Regions from separate parts of the Oryctolagus cuniculus genome. Here region 2 is linked to region 1. A link is a contact called in public Hi-C data. All regions are on one chromosome and are shown on one strand. Each heading gives the region's core, a stretch centred on a gene start, on an enhancer-like site or on the middle of the called end of the contact. The rest is flanking DNA. Distances are from core to core; before and after follow the strand shown.

Region 1 (7,140 bases), core at 977-3,476:
CAGGCACCTGTATGGGATGCTGGCATCATAGGTGGTGGCTTTACCTGCTACACCATAGCACCGACCCAGTAAATATATATATATATATATATATATATATATATATATATATATTTTAAATTCACAACCAGAACCTTGACCCTCATTGTGAAGACCCTCTCATTATGCATTCTCTGCAGCCAGAGTAGGGCGCTTGGCACATGGAGAGTCTTTCATCACAGGATCCCAAGTGCCATGGGAAGGCAACTCCGTCGTCCTCACCCCACAGGCAGCAGGCTCAGCGCAGAGCAATGGCAGCCCCACCTCCTGAAAGGAGAGGTGCCCGGTCTCCGACCCGTGGCGGGCCTCAAGGTTTGTCTGTGGCTAAGAGTGAGCTGACGCCGATCCTGAGGCATCATTCCCAGGTGTGGAAGATTTGTTTTTCAAAGGTGACCACACCAGTTATCACCCATCCCACATGTCTTCTGAAATATTTCTACAAGAGCAGATTTATTGTTAATGAAAGAGTGACCATCCCAAGCACCTCTCAGTTCTTCGGAGAGAACGTGCGAACTCTTGGGCCTTGCCCAGGGAGTCCAGTCTTAATCCTGCATTGCAAAGATCGAATCCCAAACACAGGCAGGATTCCCTAAGGGCTCCCAGTGCCCAGAAACCACAGAGGATGCCAGCAGGGCAGTACAGAGAGCAGCGCTCCAGCGGCTGAACTGGAGCAGAAGAACGAGTGAAATCAGAGGGAATGACAAGGAAAAACAGAGACTAACTCATCAGGGCATAATGAGCCCTGAATGATCACAGAAATGAAAGATCAGCATGGAGACCACAGCTATTCGATAGGACTCAGGGTGCCATCTGACACCACAGCGTCTAGTCATGTGTGCCCAGGTGTGGCTGTTGCTACTAAGGAACTGGATTTTAAGTGGTCCCCCTTTCTCCAGCTGTGGCTCGAGTGTCGGAGGAACATCATTACAGCCTGTGCTCCGGGACAAGGGAATCTGCCTCACTTCCCTCACCCACAGGCTCATCAGTAGGGTGGCGTGGAAACTGCCCACCAATGCAGATAAGAAAGCAGCAGTATCTACAGGAGTACAGGGAACCCACCCACACTGGGCATCCCAGCTGTGCTGTGGTTCCCCCACCACAGTGACGTGCACCAACCCACACAAATCGGACTGGCTGGAAATGATGGTGGTTGTACCATGAAGATGCCCTCCGGTTTCTCCCCACCTCGCTTTCTCTTTTTTGAGAAAACCAGATAAGCAACTCTGGTTAGATGACTTGGAGGAAGGGAGGGAAGAAGGAACAGTTCTGAGGGGGTAGAGTGGCTGCACCCACAATTGTAACTGTATGCCTTTGCTCGACCATTGAAGCCAGGAACACATTCCACCTATTACACACAAGAACCAGTTATCCACAGTCTGTGTATCCCACAGCAGCAGCCAGTGGTCTTGATTTATATGGGTCCTCCTCCTGGCCCCTCCTGTCCTCCATGGTAAGGAGTGTACATCAGAGCAAAGCCTTCAGAAATTTGATTTGCAAGTTCATGAGATCAAGGATTATCAGGCGTCCTACAGACCGAGCTTGTGAGCATATACACACATAGAGAGTTCCATCCGTTTGGGGTAACTCCTCATTCAAGTTCTGACTTCTGTGATAGTGCTTAGTAAGACAAGAGACACAGTCAGCTTCCACGTTGTGCACCTGCAGACATGGCCCTTCCTGCAAACAGCAGCTCAGAAAGTCCAAGGTACTAGATCTCACACCCGGAAACTAAAGGTGCTGCCCTGGAGCAGACTTACTCAAGATGTGTCCTGCTCAACACCAGTGGCACAGGGCTCCAGGAGGAGCTTGCGGGGAGGGGACCGGACCCCTGAGAGCTGTCATCTCTGGGTACACTGGAAAACACTGTGCAATACCCAGTAGCACATTGAATGCGCTGAGAAATCCTGCAGTTAAACAGCAGCAGCAGCAGCAGCAAAATCCAGACCTGCAGGCTTTGTTGAACCCGTTCCAAAGCCATGCCACACCAGACGCCAATTTCTGAGGCAAGTCTCACCCACTGAAAACATCCGTTCAGCCTGTCCCGCCCAGCTTCCACACTCAGCCATGTTAGGAGCCCATGAAATGACTTCCTCTCTTCCACTCAGAGGTTGCTTGATCTGTGATGTGCCTCGTGAACTTCGCAAGCACAGTCCCCATTTCCGGGCTATGAATCAGCCTTGCGGCAGTCGCCAGTAAAAACACCTGGGCACTCTCTGTTGACAGCTTCACGCCCGAGAGGTCTGCAGAGCCGTGAGAAACCACGACCATGCACCAATACCACAGCCAAGTCCACTGACTAGGATCTGCTTCCTGTTGGACCCCACCCTCGCCCGGAGGGCCACCCCCGCCCCCCACCATGGTCACGCCTTCCTCCACTCCCCACAGTCCCCTCTCCACCTGCTCTCTGGAGTTGACTACTCTGACTCGATCCTTTCTATTTCAGTCTGTAATTATCGTCAGGAGGAAACATCTGGGTGAAAAAACATGCCGAGAGAGAGAGAGAAGGGAGAGAACGAGAGCAAGCAAGCGAGAGCATGAATTGATTTTAAACTAAGTTAGCTAAAGTACCCCCAAAAATCTCATGGAAAAGACCTTGGTAATTAAATATTCACACAGTTGTTAATGTGGGCTTACTCAGAAACATAAGTACAGGCAACTAGCATTACATTTATCCAAGAATACAAGACAATGGGATAAAAATTTAGTATCCATTTAACAGTTGCTCACTGAGCACTTCCTGTTGGTCCAGGCAGGGCCTGTGCTTGCAAAGTTCACACTGGAGACAGAGCAGTGAACTACATCTGCAACAATACACCACAAACCTTTGCTCAGAACATACTGGAAAACTCAGCAATACCAGTCTGCGTGCCAACCTTACAATGGTTTCTAAATGCACATAGGCTGACTCTAGGGAATCCGAGGTATAGCACAAGGCACAAGGAAAGCCCCTGCATCAACAAGAAAGTCATGTACTTCCCAGGCACCAGCCTGGATGCTCAAATCCTACCTAATTCACAGGTTTATCCTTGGACTTGGTGACAGAGCCAGCGATCAGACTTCCGGAATACAGCTGATTGCACCCAAGTCCATCCCCTTTCACACAAACAGTGATGCCAGACCTGAAGCATTCCTAACATGACCTCACTGGGACAGAGAAAAGGGACCACAAAGCACACAGGCCAGAATGGTGGACAGAAACATCAGATCCAAAAACAATCCTGTCAAATTTGATGATTTCAAAAGTTGTAACACAGCTGTAGGAAGCAAGACAATGTGCATGGGTATCAAAATAGGAATAAGAATACGGAAATCAATCCCTCACAAGTAGACGAATACAGGAACTAACCCATCACAAGTAGAACAACACAGGAACTAACCCCTCACAAGTACAGTCAACTCATTTTTGACAACAGTGCCAAGACAACTCAGCGGGGAAAAGAACAGTCATCCCAACAAGGACAACTTGGTATCTGCATGCAACAGGGTGAAGGTGGGCCTGCCTGCCTCACACCATATATAAAAACTAACTCAAGGGGCCAGCTCCGTGGCGCAGCAGGTTAATCCTCAGCCTGTGGCGCCAGCATCCCAAATGGGTGCCAGTTTGAGTCCCGGCTGCCCCTCTTCCAATCCAGCTCTCTGCTATGGCCTGGGAAAGCAGTAGAAGATGGCCCAAGTGCTTGGGCCCCTGAACCCACATGGGAGACCAGGAAGAAGCACCTGGCTCTTGGCTTTGCTCGGCGCACTCCGGCCATTGCAACCATCTGGGGAGTGAAAAAATGGAAGGAAGACTTTCTCTGTCTCTCTGTCTGCAACTCTACCTCTCAAATAAATAAATAAATCTTTAAAAACAAAACAAACAAACAAAAAAAAACAACTAACTCAAGGAGCCAGCACTGTGGCATGGCAGGTAAAGCTGCCGCCTGCAGTGCCGGCATCCCATATGGTGCCGGTTCGAGTCTCGGCTGCTCCACTTCTGATCCAGCTCTCTGCTATGGCCTAGGAAAGCAGTGGAAGATGGCCCAAGTCCTTGGGCCCCTGCACCCATATGGGAGACCTGGAAGAAGCTCCTGGCTCTTGGCTTAACATCAGCACAACTCTGGCCATTGCAGCCGTCTGTAGAATGAAATGGCAGATGGAAGACCTCTCTCTTTCTCTGCTTCTGTCTCTCTGTAACTCTGCCTTCCAAATAAATAATCTTAAAAAAAAAAAAAAGGTAATCCAAGAAGGACTGAAAATCTGAATGAGAGCTAAAACTGTAAAACTCTTAGAAGAAAATAGGGCTAATGTTACCTGAACTTGGGTTAAGTAATGGTTTCTTAGATATAACCCCCAAACTATAAGCCACAAAGGGAAAAGCTAAACAGGCTTCATCAGTATCAAAAACTTTTATGTTTCAATGGACAATACTGAAAATAGGAAAAGACAACCTACAGGAGAAAATATTTGTGAAGGATCTAGTATCTAGAATATATAAGGAACTCTCATAACTCAACATCAAAAACAAACCCTATTTTTAAAATGACCAAATAACTACAACAGTTATATTTCTAAAGAAGACATACAAATGGTCGATAACTACATGAAAAACAAAATGCTCAACAGCATAAACCAGAAGGAATGCAAATCAAAACCACAGTGAGATACTACCTCATACTTGAGGATGGCTACAATAAAAAATTATTTAGTGAGTCATTTATTAATTAGCAGACAATAGCCAAGTGTGACTGAGCTTGTGAGAGACCAGAACCTTCCCACATTTTAGTGGGAATGTATACTTTGGAAAACAGGATAGCAGTTACTCAAAATGTAAACTTGGAGTTATCATGTGACCCGGTAATTCTGACCCTAGACATACACCAATAGCCAAAAAGTGAAAAAATTCAAATCGACTGGTGAATGGATAAATAAAAAGTAAAATATAAAGACAATGGAATACTACTCAGCTACAAAGAGTAATCAAGTACTGAGTCACGTGACAAAATAACTCTTGAAAACACACAGCGAAGCAAAGGAAGCCAGAGTTTAAAAGGTTATGGAATTCCATTTACACCAAGCATCCAGAATTAGCAAATCTATAGAGACAGAAAGTAGATTAGCATTTGCCAGGGCCTGGAAACAGGAGGAAATGGAGGAAGCTATGGATTTCTTTTTAGGGTTATAGAAATTAGACAGTGGTAATGGTTGCATAATCTTGTGAATATATTAAAAAATCACTGACGTACACATTCTAAAAGAGTAAATCATGTGGTGTATGAATTAGATCTCACTTTTTAAAAATCCCTTGAAAATGCCAACAGGAAAGTTTCAAAACACCCCATCAGGACTGCTTTAAAATAGTACGTTCAATTGCAAGTAAATGAGCAAAGGAACCCCAGCACAGGAGCCAGTCAGCCCAGATCAGCACTTAATGCTTCAGAATCTGCATCATCCACTGAGCTCATGCAAAGCAAAGAGTGAAACAGCCAAAGTCAGAGGTCAAAGTCAACTCCACCACGTGGCAAACCCATACCAAGACGACCAGACTTGCCGGCCCTGGCCTCCACATTCCGTCTCTAGATCTCTCACGCATCATGGGGACGCCTCATGTGAGTGGCTGCTGAGACAATCACATCCAGAAATGAAATCTGGAGTCTTTTAAAGTCTCAGAGACATTTTGCTACCCGGGGAGGCAGCACTAGCTTAGCTCTCTGAAGGCTATCCATGGAATCAGCGGGTCTAATTAAAATCCATACAGAAAAAGCCAATTCTGAATGTGATGTTAAAGCCACCTTCACACTCCAAGAACAGCGGTTGGTCTCTGATCTGTATGTCTGTGTTACATGGAGCAGTGACTCAGCCCTTATCTTTTTAAGTTATACCTCTAATTCTCAGAAATACCATTAGGTAGCATAAAATATTCACACGCATGTACGGCCATAATCACACACACTCATCAAACATCACTCATCAAAAAAAAACACAAGCTAATAAAAAGCCTGAACTCTACTGCCTGCTGTCCAAAGAGCAAGGTAAGGAGAGCAAACACACGCAACTTCTACTTTTGGGAGACTGAGTTCCAAACGGTCATTGTAAACCAGCTGTCTGACCCTACGCAACACCCACTTTGTCACAGGAGCGTGTGTGTGTGAGCGCGTGGCCAGCCATGAGCGCCCTCAAAGGAAAGTGCAGACCACACATCTTCTAGGGGAGATGGCTTCAGAGTTCCACTCCAGCTGCAGCATCAGGGCCTTGCCCGGTACCATCCTGCCCCAGGAGTCCAACACGGGTGGGCAAGCACAGGGCCTGGTCCTCACGGGGCATCGCGCCTGCTCCCATCAGGACACACAGACCCTTCACAGGGGTCTCGGAAGCCTGGGAGGGACTGAGGCCTTCTACTATTCTCTCAACGTTCTACTTTGGGTACATTTCTGCCTATGCGGCAATGAAGGCAAACAAAAGAGCTTCCAGGCTGGGATTTTCAAGAGAAGCCAAGTTGCTGGGTTTTTCAGAGGAAAGAAGCGCAACAAGTAGCTTAGGGGATGTCAGTGACTTCCCAAACTTCTTAGCATCTCCTCCGGCTGGGGAAGTCTCCTCTTTCACCCCTATCTTGTCCTACACCCAGCAAAGAGCCCAGCCCACGGCCGCCGCCTCCGAGTACTCGTGGAGTCTCCATACTGCTCACACCTTCAGAGCTCAGACTCCAGAGCCAGTGAGGCAGGCGTGTCCTTGCCAGCGGTGTGACCTGAGCACAGCAATCTGCCTCTTCATTCCCTCAACGGGGACCAGGTCCCTCCCAGGGAGTTAGGTGGTTGGGTGACCAGGGCGGGAGGGAAATCACCTTGGCAGTCCATCCCTGATGCTTGTAGAGTGTGTTTCCACAAACACGGGTCTCTCATGAAGCCAATTAGAGAGAAAATACATCATGCGGTCCATCATGACACGAAACCCCACGTGGGAGCAGAGCAGTGCTTACGAGTACACAACGCCAGGCCACCCTCCCGGGGCCCTCTGCCCCATCTCTCTGCCCTGCCCCCTCTGGCCTCCTTCTGGCCCAACCCCCTGCTTCTGACCCACACGGCCTTGCAACCAACTCCCTTCACTGTGTTGAACCCCCCAGCAAAG
Region 2 (7,216 bases), core at 3,256-5,755, 73 kb after region 1:
ACGCAGCACTCTGGAAGCAGGAGCTGATTCAGGATCTCACAGATCTGCTCAAAAACTGTGAAATATCTACTGATCAATAAACTATTCCCAAAGACTGGGTTTGAATTCTGTAAGTTTTAACACATGTTAATAATAACACTACCACAGATATGTAAAAGCCGTGCATTTCATATGCAAGGCATTTATCCTGCAGATACTGTTGACTGCATGAATGACTTTGAGATATCCTCGCAATAGTAGCTCTAGCATCCAAAGAGGAGGGCAACCCAAACAGGGGTTTTCCGTGCACTGAAGACCCCACTGCTTCAGTAGACGCTGAGGAACGCATCAAAGCATTACAGACCAAAACCCAGGCCACAAAATGCCACGTTCCAATTTTTCACAGAATGTAAGCGAACACAACAGAGATTCGGTATCCCTTTACTCACTGAGCACCCACTGCAGGAAGGACCCCATGCTTAGCAAAGGGAGGGACAGAAACACGAGGCACACACACTGGTCTTGCCATCGAGGTACCAAAAATCTAAGAAGGGAGGCAATACACTGAGTAAGTAACAAGGCTGGGAGGTAATGGGATGGGGGGTGGGGGAAATAAGAGGTACAAAGTGCCAAGGGAAGGGGAGGAATCAGTAGCATTCTCAGGGATCAGAACTTAACTAGAGGGGGGACCATTTGATGTCACAGTTAAGGTACCCCCATGGAGTGCCGGGGTTCAAGCCTGGCTCTGCTCCCAATCCCAGCTTCCTGCTGCTGTACACCCTCAGAGGCAGCAGGCTATAGCCCAAGCAAGTAGTTGGGTCCCTGCCATCCACACTGAAACCCCAATCGAGTTCCTGGCTTTGGCCTGGTCCAGCCCAAGCTATTGAAGGGTGAAACAGTGGATGTGTTTCTTCCTTTCAAATAAATAAATATTAAGAAAGAAAGAAAAAAAAAAACAGAAAAAAATAAACTGGAGACACACTCTTTAAAAAAAAAAAAAACAGCTCTGGGATTTGGTTTAGAGATGATGCTACCAGGCATAGTTCGAGGTCCTCTTCAAAGACTTAGGTTTTCACAGGGAGAGACAGTGAAGAAGTTTTCTAGGTTACAGAAGTGCATGGACAAAGGCAAAATGCTTTATCAATGAAGTTCAGACAAGCAGCATGCGGGTCAGAGGGTGACAGAGTGATGGTCAAGGCTGAGTCCAGGCAGACGAAGCCTGACTTTAGATGAAGGAATCTATGCTTAAATGAGCTGGGAAAAGAATTTGGGGTCTGAGTCTGAGCCCCACCAGATACTAGCTGCAAAGCAGTTGTGAACGTTGCCCAGCCTCATCTGGAGAGGGGGGTGGGGGTATAATAACAGTGTCTGCTTTGATGTTGTTCTGAGAATCAAATGCACTTATAACAGCATCCAGCACATAAAAGTGGAGCAGCTACTGCTGCTGTTGGTAATATTATGACTTATGAATGATATGAGCCACCAGAGGCTTTTCAGCAATATGACAGTACTTCAGGAAAGCACCTGAGCATGGTGTGCTGTGTTAGGACATGGTGTTCAGAAACCCCCTGTAGGCAATGTTGGCGCAGAATTCAGAGACGCCCCCAAGATGCTACAGGGGCAATGGGAAGCACCCAGTGTGAAAGACACTGAGACAAGCATTGGGGTGAGTATGAACGTGGTCTGCAAAGCAGTAACTGGAAAGTCAATTAGAAAGTTTCCAGACGAGAGAGTCGGAAAACTGATGAACGAGGAGATTTAGATAGGGAAGGAATTTGCAGGGCGCCCGTAAACAACTTTCCATGATGCATGGAAGGTTCTTCCAGCTAACAGCCTCCACCTTCCCTGGAGTACCACGCCCCCTCCACTTGCACGGGCACTCCCTGGAGCACTCTTGAAATGGAATTAGCGACTGAGAAAACACACTGCTGCCAAGAAGCACATTATAACCAACACTGTGATTTGCCCACAGCCTCCTGTGGGGAAAAACACGGCAACACCCTCCAAACTGGAATGAAGCGGCAGAAACAGGGGTCTCCAGCTCCTTTCCCCAGCCCCAGGTTACCAGTGCCCCCTGTGGGTGACCAGGCAACGCTTCCCTGGCTTGTCCTCACCCCCCAGCTGCAATGCAAGGGCAGAAAGAGTAGAAAAGCGGTTATTTTCCTAAAAGATGCTTTTGGAATTGGCGTTTCCAACTCTCCCTTGTGTGTAGGGGAACACAGACTTCCAGACTGCCCTAGAGAGACAGGAAGCACTGTTCAGAGCTCATCTGCCACCACAGCTAAAACCAAAGAGATTTCTCCTTAGATTTAAGTGAAAGGATTTCCTTCCGTCCTCTATTACCAGCCCCCAACCCTACCCCAGTCTACCAGGCCCACAAACCACAAACTCAACCACAAAAATCAATGCCAGTAAGAGCCTCAGCAACTCAGCACAGATGCTCAGCATTGGCACGGGGAAGTTTACAGGCCAGCCTCAGATGGTTTTAATATATACTGTATCACAGACACCTGCATAATTAGTTAACCACTCATTAAACAGTAGAGCAAGAGACTTTACAGAGCAGAAGGACCTCCATGTCTGCAGCCAGAAAGACCATTTTCAAAATCCAACTCAGCAATGTACTAAGTCTGGCCAAGGAGCTGAAGTAGGCTTCAGTTTCTTCATCTGAAATCTGCAAACAACCTCACAGGGCTGCCGGTCCCAGACTGCGAAGATTAAAGGACAGAACACGCCCCGAAGCAGCCTGGTACTGTGCGGCCTGCAACATCGTTGCCATTGCTGAAACTGTGTCTCATCATAAAGCAACAAATCTGGTTCTGGCTAAGCCAGAGCTTTTGTTACCAATAAAGCTAAATGTGTATCAGCTGCAACAGTGGGAAAGCATTTAGATTCTTGGAAGTGGCTCAACACAAGAGAGACAAAACGGGCTGCAATCCTAGCGCTCCAGAACCTTGGGAAACCTGGTGAACCTGCTAGCGCCTCCATCTCCCATCCGGTTAAAAATATTCAGCTAACGAGGCTACGGAGATGCTTAATGAGACAAGCTACCCAGAGCATCTAGTGTACACTGTGGGACTCGGGTGCTCAGTCAGTAGTGGTTACTGTTACTTGTGAATTTTCCCAGGAAGGGAAGGCAAAAAATAAATAAAAGGAAGAGGAAGGTGGAAATCAGCAGCAGCTGGGAAACCAGCAGTGTTTCCACGCATCCGCCCCATAAACGGGAACCTCCGCGTGTCAGGCTCCGCGTGGACCCTGGGCTCAGCTGGCAGCAGCACGGATCCAGCCCTGCCCCCCCCCCACCCCCAACCCCCGGCTTCTGTGCTAACAGGCGGTGGGCGGCGAAGGGCCCCAGGATACTACTTCGGAAGCAGCGCTTTCTGCGGGGAGCAGCCCAGCCCAGGCCTGCTCCGCGGCTCTCTCTCCCGACCGCAAAGGACACAGGCTGGGAGACGGAAGCCAGTCCCGCCTTTGGGAGCATCATCTCTGGGCTGCAGTGTAAAATAGGGCATCCGCAAACGCCCCATCCCGGCGCTCCCGCGCGGATCCCGCACACCGGAGGGCCGCCGCTTGGCAGCCGCCTCCCGCTCCCACGGCCAGCAGCGACTTCGGGGCGCCGGGGAGCCCGCAGGGGCGGGTGCGGGAGCGAGCGTCCCATCCTGCCGACGCGGTGAAGCCCCGCGCCGCGCCCAGCGAAACCAGACTCCCGCGGCACCCAGGTCCCCGCGCCCGCTCCTCCTCGAGGCACCAGGCGGCACTCCGGGTCCGGCTCCCAAGACCCTGGAGGTGACCACGAGGGCGGTCTCCCGCTGGCCGGCTCCTCCCGGGCGACAGCAGGCAGACAGAGCCCGCGGAGCCTGCCGGCGCCCCCCGAAAGTGCAGCCCCTCCCAGCCCGCGCCGCCGGGGCGGACGCCCCGCCGCGTACCTGCGCGCTCCGCAGCCGGGGACGCCGCCCAGCGCCCAGGCGCTCCGTTCCGGGCTCCACGCACACACCCGGGAGGAGGAGGCAAACCCGACTCCTCCTGCCGACACTTCCTGCATCGGCCTCAAGAATCGGCGGCGCGGACGACCTCTCGGGCACCGACGGCGGGACCGGAGCCTTGCGCTCGGGTGCCCTGGCCCCGGCCGGCTCGCGGGAGCTGCCGCCGCGCAGCCGGGCTCCTAGGACTTTGCACAGAACTTCTCGGCGCGCGCCGCGGGGCGAGTACGGGAGGGGCCCAGCGAGGGGGCGGGGCCGCATGGGGGCGGGGCCGCATGGGGGCGGGGAGACCCAACTCTTACCAATCAGGAGTCGTCCCCGGGGAAGGAGGTGGGGCGATGCGCAGGGAAGAGGCCGCCAGAGTCAGTGACGCATCCCGGGAGCTGGGAGCCCGGGATTTGGGACCGGTTGGAGGGGTGGCGGGAGCCGACAGCCGCTGCGGGGCTGGGGAGGGGGCCCGGGGCGGCCTTAAGCGACGTGTGCGTTTCCGGGCCGCGGGAGGGGCTGGTGGACGGAGGCGGTGTCGGGGCGCACGTGTCTCCCCGCGAGCAGGGGCACGCGACCTTCGTGAGGAAGTCGGACGGCGACCAAGGGTCGGCACCGGAGAGGAGCTGACCGGGGCACGGAGGCCGCGGGCCCTCGAGAGCTATCAACGGATTAGAACCTGGGGCTGGGGAGAGGAGGGAGGCGCGGTTCGCTCTCGGGGCCTGGGGCCGCCGGCGCCCCCTGGTGGTCGGGCAGGGCTACGCCCGCTCGCTCCCCGGCCGCCTGGGGTCTCCGCTGCCAGCGCCAGCAGCTGACGGCCCGAGGTCCCCAGCGGAACGGAGCGCTCGCTGGGCGAGCGCCGCGGCTTCCAGAGCTAGCCGGCTCCCTGCGCTCGGAGTAGGCGGGAGCGAGGAGCCCCCGAGACAAGGGTGTTGAGGGCTTCTCGGCGGAGGTGGCGTCCTGCCGCATTCCTGAGCCTGGGAACGGCAATGCCAGGTGTCCACGGCCCTGGAGGCCCCTGTGGCGCCCCGAGCACCGGCCCCGGGGCCAACCGCCCCTCTGCGCGGCACGAGACGCATATCCAGCCTGCAGAGTGACCCCTGACTAAGGTTCCGGGAGCTGTCGGCCTAGCTGTGCCATGCACGCAGCTCTGGCTTTTTGGAAGCATCCGAGGGGCGGTGGGGTTCTCACGCGGCGTGGGCTCGCGGAGAACCGCGCGGGAGTAGCTGTCAGGCGGACCCCAGCTACCGGCCGACGTTCCCGGCTTTGCGTGCGCTCCCGCGGTCTGATTTCTTCCTCCTTAGATTCTCCTAGGCAGTTCTCCGAAACCAGAGCCTGAAATCCGAACGCACACTACAGGCGGGGGTTGGTGGTCCCACCCGGCAGCCCCGCCTTGGCGTTTTCTTCCTCGGTGGGAGCTGTGCGTATTGGGGCGGTGCCACGCCTCCGGGAGCAGGGGGACCGCGCCGCGCCTTCTCGTAGTCTCATTTCCCCTTCTGTTCCGAAAGAAGCGCCCAGGCTTTCCAGCTCCTACAATCGGAAGCGGACAGAGTGGTGGTGGGGGTGGGTAATCAAAGTTGAAGCCCACACAGAGCTAATTATTCTTGAAAGAAGCTTGTCAATGCCCTAAAATTAGCTTCCTCCTGAGAGTTTTATTTTAAAGCCACCATCTGAATGTCTGTGAGAGCAGCTCAGCGGGGCTGTGGAGGGAGTTTCACTCCAAGAGTGAAGAAGTACCTTCACCTCCGGCCACGTCCCGGCTGGCTCTGGGCGTCCTCAGCTTCGGGCATGCCTGGGAGGTGAGCGGGTGCTGCCTGGCTTTGAGGGTGGTGTGTGGGCCTTCCCGAGCTCACCCTTCCTTACCTGTACAACCAGACAGTAGCTGTACCTGTCGGGCAATAGGCAGAGTCTGACCATCTATGGGAGAACAAGGGCCAGGTGGCCTGACTCCCTCCGAGGTAACTCTGTCAGGCGGGTGGGTGTACCGGTCTTCTAGTATGGTGATTTCTGTGCGGGATAGTTCGTCACTTTATCAATCGCTTTATTTTTTAGATTTATTTATTTGAAAATCAGAGTTACACAGAGAGAGGAGAGGCAGAGAGAGAGAGAGAGAGGTCTCCCATCCAATGGTTCACTCTCCAGTTGGCTGAAACGGCCGGAGCTGTGCTGATCCAAAGCCAGGGGTCAGGAGCTTCTTCCAGGTCTCCAACGTGGGTGGAGGGGCCCAAGGACTTGGGCCATTTTCTGCTTTCCCAGGCCATAGCAGAGAGCTGGATCAGAAGTGAAGCAGCTGGGTCTTGAACCAATGACCATATGGGATGCCAGCACTTCAGGCCAGGGCGTTAACCCGCTGTGCCACAGCACTGGCCCTATCAATCCCTTTAATAGCATGGGGGAGTGGGGTGAACCAAAGCTCAGAAAACTCCAGCACCTTGACCATAAGCATACCGCTGTGAGCGGCCAGAGGCTGGGTCTCCCATCCTGTTGGCCAAATGCATCACGGGGTGGGGGGGCAGATTGAACACCTGCGTGCCCTCAGAGGTCTGTAACCGCCCACTCGTCTTCCTCCTCCTTCACTTTTGTGTGGAAATTGAATCAAAGTTCTCGGTTGCAAACACCTCAGAAGCATCCTTTCAAAAGCATTCAAGACAGGGACTGCTCAAGAATTCACGGTTCATTAAATATAGAACGGCTGTCTCCTTTGAAAAAAAAACGGCTGCTTGGCTGCTCTTAACAGGCACGTTAAGAGACAGGGGGAGAATCAGCGGGCGTCCCTGCCCTGCTTTCTACAGCTTCATCAGACTGCAAGAGGAGCTGAGAGATGCAAGATGTCCTGAGGGAGGCACCAACACTGTACTTGGAGAAGGGAGCGATATTTGGGGAATTAGAAGCAGACGGTCACTTCCTGCATGTCTTTATTGCCATCTCTAACTTTTGATCAAAAATCCGTGTTTCTTACAGGAAAGCTACACTTGCAGAGGAAGCAGCCACACTGCCCAGTTTCCCGGCTCTCACAGGCCCTGCTCAGTTTCAGTGGATCCTGAAGTGGATCCTCAGCCTACTTCTGAGTCACTGGTGTTTTTTTTTTTTTAAATCAGATATTTAGGATTTCTGGGATGTTTTAGATTGTTCACCTCTAGGGAGCACATTCTGGCTTTCTTTGAAGCCTTTGAGATACAGCTGTTACTCTGTAGGAGCATCCTTGGAAAGGGAACATAATAAGGGTGTAAGGACACCAATGTCACGTACATTAAACCAGGAGAGGGCTTCTC

What was found. A called contact is a pair of places that touch in the nucleus more often than the background predicts.
Region 2: a contact with region 1 is called in a Hi-C map of an unstated tissue, with 2.7 times the contacts expected there. The contact joins the promoter of OSBPL3 here to the enhancer-like site in region 1. A contact is called at or near these places in 2 of 6 Hi-C or Micro-C datasets (ear pinna and an unstated tissue).

The regions. Positions count from the first base shown.
Region 1 is chr16:16,744,800-16,751,939 of mOryCun1.1, forward strand. All of the region lies in intron 1 of OSBPL3 (oxysterol binding protein like 3), which reads right to left. Among named protein-coding and RNA genes, the nearest start is that of OSBPL3, 72 kb to the right of the region's middle. Within about 2 kb of position 2,227, at least 1 of the 8 cell types and tissues checked has an H3K27ac peak or open chromatin away from gene starts, as enhancers often do.
Region 2 is chr16:16,815,620-16,822,835 of mOryCun1.1, forward strand. It overlaps OSBPL3 (oxysterol binding protein like 3), which reads right to left and starts at 4,506. Exons shown (of 23, transcript XM_051852838.2): 1 at 4,262-4,506.